Regions from separate parts of the Ovis aries genome. Here region 2 is linked to region 1. Evidence: chromatin contacts called from public Hi-C data. All regions are on one chromosome and are shown on one strand. Each heading gives the region's core, a stretch centred on a gene start, on an enhancer-like site or on the middle of the called end of the contact. The rest is flanking DNA. Distances are from core to core; before and after follow the strand shown. Region 1 holds the start of DUSP6 (dual specificity phosphatase 6). Region 2 holds the start of GALNT4 (polypeptide N-acetylgalactosaminyltransferase 4).

Region 1 (2,700 bases), core at 131-2,630:
CGCCTCTGGAGCAGGGGACCCGGCACGCACTCCTCGCCCCATACCCGCACTAGGCAGAACTGGAGCCCAAAGTCCCACACTCGGCCTCCCACCGGTCCCCGGGGTCCCTAGACGCTCGGCGCCAGCTGAACTGAGCTGCGGAGGCGGCGGATGCTCACGAGGAACGCAACGCGCAGGAGGGGGCAGTGTTCCGCCAGTGCCCCGCGACTTGCAAGGGAGGGGGTTGCTGCCCCGGGAAGGAAGGGGCTGACCCGGCGCGGGTTGTCGGGGTGGCTCCGTTCTGACATGCCTCGGTCTACAGTAAACCAATCGCCGAGCCAACTTGAGCCCCCGCAGCCTGCAGGCCTTGCGGGAGGACTTCCCCCACGCTTTGAGGGTGGTGGGGACAGCCTGCCTGGCTCCGCGTGCCTCGGTGCACCTCGTCCATGCAGCCCCCCCAGGGAGGCTCCTGTGTCTGGAAGCTGAGCTCGCTGCTCAGAAATGATTAACGAGCACTACCACCCAGCGCGCAGTGGGTGACGGCGGGGACCGGGGAGGGGGTGCTTGGATCCCCAGAACAATGGCTTATAACGCCCCACGCCGCCCCAGAGAAATAAAAGCATCAGACTGCCCAACGACTTTGTTCCTGCCGTCTCCACTGGTTTTTAAGAAATTAATTAAAAAGCTGTTTTTTTTTAAAAAGGCTTGCTTCCTATTATCTGGACTTCCAAGCATTTGATTGCTTGCTTAAAAATGTTTCAACAAAATCCTGGTTTGTTTCAAAAGATGTTGGATTAGCATTTAACACCTCATCGGTCACTAAAACCCAGGCAGTTTACCAGCCCCAACAGAGCCTCGGCTAAAAGAACATCAGAGCAAACAGAGCCGGGCTTTTAAAACTGGCAAACAAATGCCACACACACTGCCTAAGGCGGGGGGAAGGGGGGCAATGGTGAACTCCAGTGCAAATGAGTTTAAAGGGAAGAAGTCAGCACAAGTTTCCCTAAAGCTAGCTTGCACTCACAGGCGTCGCGAACAAGGGCTTTTGTGCCCGCTAATTGCACCATTTGTGCGCGAAAGTTCCGACGCGAAGTGTGAACTCTCAACAGAAGGAAACACGAGACAACTGAAGTGCCCTGGTTTGTGTGCCCCGCTCCTCCTCCGCCGCCGCCTCCTCTTCTTTCTCCTTCCTCCCGCGGAGCCCGCTGTTGCAGCTTGTTTGCACTGGGGCTTATCCGGAGCGGAAATTCCTTTCCGTTTTTGTGAATGACAAACTCATTAACAATTCATCAACACAACCTGTTCCAGCCGGCCCGTCCCCACGGCAACAGCCCCTTCCGCAGAGCGCTCATTGGCTGGCCCGGAGAATGTATCCATTGAGACGCTCGCTGTTTGTATCCATTGAGGAGCTGCCTCGCGCAGGGGGTGTGCGAGCGCCGAGGCCAAGGGAGAGTGAGCAATCGAGGTTTGAATAATCCTAGGAGAAAGACGGCCGGGTGGATTTGAGGTGCAGTCTTGGAGGGAGGGATTAGGAGCCGCTGGACTTTCTTTTCTTTCCTCCCTTCTTAGTAGCACGGAGTCCGAATTAATTGGATTTCATTCACCCTGGAGGAACAAAACTGTCTGGGCAGCTTCATTCAGAGAGATTCATTGACACCGAGAACGAGCGGCTGCAGCCTGGTGCAGAGGGAACCGCCGGCTTCACTTCGGTCTCGCCTGCCCCAACCGCTATCCCGGCTTGGGAAGGGCGAGGTGGACTCCAACCCCGCTCCTAGAGCGGCGGCTTCCCGCGGCGCGCTCGGCCTCTGCCTGCCCCGAGGGGCGTCTGATAGGCACTCCGCCCTCTCCGGCAGCTCGACCCCCATGATAGATACGCTCAGACCCGTGCCCTTCGCGTCGGAAATGGCGATCAGCAAGACGGTGGCGTGGCTCAACGAGCAGCTGGAGCTGGGTAACGAGCGGCTGCTGTTGATGGACTGCCGGCCGCAGGAGCTGTACGAGTCGTCCCATATCGAGTCCGCCATCAACGTGGCCATCCCCGGGATCATGCTGCGGCGCCTGCAGAAGGGCAACCTGCCGGTGCGCGCGCTCTTCACGCGCGGCGAGGACCGGGACCGCTTCACCCGGCGCTGCGGCACCGATACCGTGGTGCTCTACGATGAGAGCAGCAGCGACTGGAACGAGAATACTGGCGGCGAGTCGGTGCTCGGGCTGCTGCTCAAGAAGCTCAAGGACGAGGGATGCCGGGCGTTCTACCTGGAAGGTACGAGCCGGGGAGCTCTGCGCAGGGGGGGCCAGGCAGAGGACACCGGGCTGCGGGCTGCAGGCCGGGCGCTCGGCCGGCGCTTCTGAACCCACTGCTGCGCCAGGGGTTGTCTGCCTGTCCCCCGGCTGCGAACCTCGCGCGTCCCGCACCCACGAGCTTGGCCCGCGAGGAACCGGCCCGCTTCCGGCCGCACTCTTGGGCCATTTCTTTCCGACCACCTCTGTTTCCTACCCAAAATGTCCTCCACCTTTCCCTACTTTCTGTCATTCGGTTTTTGATTCAGATTTTGCAGGACGGTTGTGGTGCAGGTTGGCACCTTCTACCCCTTCAAGATATTCGGAAAAGTTGCCATTTTGTGCATTTCCGGATTCAAAAGAATGAGGGTTCCCAGGGGAGGCGGGCGCGTTCGTTCTGTTCCCAAGGGCGCACATTTAAGTATTTTTCTCTTATATTTG
Region 2 (3,025 bases), core at 113-2,612, 180 kb before region 1:
TTTGATGTGTGACGACACCTGATCCCCCGGCGTCCGCCTTGCCAGGTGGCGGAGGTCCGGCTTTTCGCGGCGCGGGCGCAGCCTCGGGGCTCGGCTGGCCACGCCTGGAGCGCGGGGTTTGACTGGGGCGCCGTTGTTGTAGTGACCGGGAGGCGCTGCCGCTCCGGGCGGACGGTTCCGGGCACCGCACGGTCCCCCTTCCTACCCCGCCCCCTCCCTCCCCCCGGTTCCCCCTGCGGGCAGGAGCCGGGAGCTGAGCGCTCCCCCATGGCCTCCTCCCCGGTAAGGACGGGCTGCGGTGCGCCTCCCTGGAGCCGGTCCCGCGGGTTGGGGAGCCAGGTCGGGGCTACACCCGCACCTGGCGGGGCATGGAGGCAGGCGTCCTCAGCCGAGTCCCGACCCGCGAGCTCCGCGCCCCTCGCCCCGGGGCGCCCGTGACTCATCCCTTGCCCCCGGGGCACCGGGAGCGCCGAGCCCTGGCGGAGCCCCGGGTGCTCCTCCCCGAGCTCCGACCGCCCCGGCGGCCCCATGCCCCCCCCACCCCAGAATTCTCTTAGGGTTTCCGTGGAGCGCCTGCGTCAGAATCACCTGGGAGGTTTTTGAAAAGTACCGAAGCCGGGGGGCTCCGCCTCGCACCTGTGACCGCGAGCCTGCGGGCGGGGCCCCGGAACGTGCATTTCAATCGCTCTGCCCAGGTGGTCTCGGGCGGGCGCCCGCTCCTGGGCAGCGCGAACGGGGATTCCGCCCGCTCTGCGGGGGGAGGCTGCTGCTCGGCGTACACCCCAGTTAGCTGCGGCCGCGCGTGCTCGTTCGGGGTGCTGCTGCTCCCCCACAACCCTCCACCGATGTGGCCGTTCCCGGGCCGGCTCCCGCAGGAGGGGACCGCGCTCCTCTCCGACCCCCCCACATTCGAGGTCTGCACCTGCTTTCAAAACTTGACAACTTTCCTTCCCAGGAGGACCCGGTTCTGGAGCGTTACTTTAAGGGCCACAAAGCTGCGATCACCTCCGTGGACTTTAGCCCCAACGGCAAACAACTTGGTAAGTTTTCTTTTTTTTTCTTTTTTTGTGATGAGACGCTCAATCGGTAGGATTGCCGCCCGTCCAAGCTGGGTCCCCGGGAGCATCACGACTGAGGACCCAGATGGGTAGAATCGTGCGGAGAGCGGCCGAGATGCAGTTGGAGCGGGAGTGGACCCGAGTCCGGGGTCACCTTGGTGCTCCCGCCCCCGGCCCCGCAGAGTCGCCCACAGGCCTGGGCCCGGGCCTGGCCGACCACTGGCGCGAACTCGCCACCAGGGGGAGGAAGAGGGAAGGGGAGGGGTTTGTCCTCTGCCCGGGGAGGGTGGGGTGTTGTTGGCTGTAGAGTTTGTGAAAAGTTGTGAGGCAGGCAGGAGGAAGTGGGGAGAGAGGAGTTGGGGGTGCACCGGAGGCCGAGCCCCGCGGAGGTCCCAGGTGACCCCCAGGAAGTCCCCGCGACTGCCGAGGAGCCGAACGCCTGCATGAAAAGCGGGACCTGCTCGGAAGTTCGCTCCTACCTGAGCCCGGAGCTCAAGCGGCGGGTCCCGCAGCCCTTCCCCTGCGCGCGGTGACTCTGGTGGCCGCGTCCGCGCCCCAGCCATGAAGATCCGGATGGCCGTAAGGTGGACGTGGGCACGCAAAAGCTGCCTGCTGCTGGCGCTCCTAACAGTGGCCTACCTCCTGGTGGAACTCTCCGTCTCCACTTTCCATGCCTCCTTACGAGCCGGCGGTGCCCAGGAACCGGGGTCAAGACAGCTCTCAGAGCCGGGGAAGAAAGCAGTGGATTTGTCTCGACCGCTGTATGAGAAGCCCCCTGCAGATTCCCGTGCCCTTGGGGAGTGGGGGAAAGCCAGCAAACTCCAGCTCAGCGAGAGTGAACTGAAGCAGCAAGAGGAACTCATTGAGAGATATGCCATTAACATTTACCTCAGTGACAGGATTTCCCTGCACCGCCACATAGAGGATAAAAGAATGTATGAGTGTAAGTCCAAGAAGTTTAACTACAGGAGACTTCCCACCACTTCTGTCATCATCGCTTTCTATAACGAAGCCTGGTCGACTTTACTTCGCACCATCCACAGTGTTTTAGAAACTTCTCCTGCAGTCCTTCTGAAGGAGATCATCTTAGTCGATGACTTGAGCGACAGAGTGTATTTGAAGACACAGCTTGAAGCTTACGTCAGCAATCTGGATAGAGTCCGCCTGATTAGAACAAACAAGCGCGAAGGGCTGGTGAGGGCCCGTCTGATTGGGGCCACTTTTGCCACTGGCGATGTCCTGACTTTCCTGGATTGTCACTGTGAGTGTAATACTGGTTGGCTGGAGCCACTTTTGGAAAGGATTCATAAGGATGAAACAGTGGTCATTTGTCCTGTTATAGACACCATCGACTGGAATACTTTTGAATTCTATATGCAGACTGGGGAACCCATGATTGGTGGGTTCGACTGGCGTCTAACATTCCAGTGGCATTCTGTCCCCAAACATGAAAGGGACAGGCGTAAATCCAGAATTGAACCATTCAGATCGCCCACCATGGCCGGAGGACTGTTTGCGGTCAGCAAGAAGTATTTTCAGTACCTTGGAACTTATGACACTGGGATGGAAGTGTGGGGAGGTGAAAACCTGGAGCTGTCTTTCAGGGTGTGGCAGTGTGGAGGTAAACTGGAGATCCACCCCTGTTCCCACGTGGGCCACGTATTCCCTAAGCGGGCACCATATGCTCGGCCCAATTTCCTGCAGAATACTGCTCGGGCAGCGGAAGTCTGGATGGACGAGTACAAAGAGCATTTCTACAACCGAAACCCTCCAGCAAGGAAAGAAGCTTATGGTGATATTTCTGAAAGAAAATTACTACGGGAAAGGCTGAAGTGCAAGAGCTTTGACTGGTATTTGAAAAATGTGTTTTCTACTTTGCACGTTCCAGAGGATAGGCCAGGCTGGCACGGAGCTATTCACAGTATTGGGATCTCTTCTGAATGTTTAGATTATAATGCTCCTGACAA

What was found. A called contact is a pair of places that touch in the nucleus more often than the background predicts.
Region 2: a contact with region 1 is called in a Hi-C map of tail adipose tissue, with 4 times the contacts expected there. The contact joins the promoter of GALNT4 here to the promoter of DUSP6 in region 1. A contact is called at or near these places in 2 of 16 Hi-C or Micro-C datasets (hypothalamus and tail adipose tissue).

The regions. Positions count from the first base shown.
Region 1 is chr3:125,706,606-125,709,305 of ARS-UI_Ramb_v3.0, reverse strand. DUSP6 (dual specificity phosphatase 6) reads left to right here and starts at 1,380. Exons shown (of 2, transcript XM_027967193.3): 1 at 1,380-2,242. The coding sequence starts at 1,843.
Region 2 is chr3:125,887,670-125,890,694 of ARS-UI_Ramb_v3.0, reverse strand. GALNT4 (polypeptide N-acetylgalactosaminyltransferase 4) reads left to right here and starts at 1,362. Exons shown (of 1, transcript XM_004006246.6): 1 at 1,362-3,025. The coding sequence starts at 1,620. POC1B (POC1 centriolar protein B) reads left to right here and starts at 226. Exons shown (of 11, transcript XM_060414018.1): 1 at 226-282; 2 at 956-1,040. The coding sequence starts at 268. It overlaps LOC132659615 (a long non-coding RNA gene), which reads right to left and starts at 106. Exons shown (of 3, transcript XR_009600203.1): 1 at 1-106.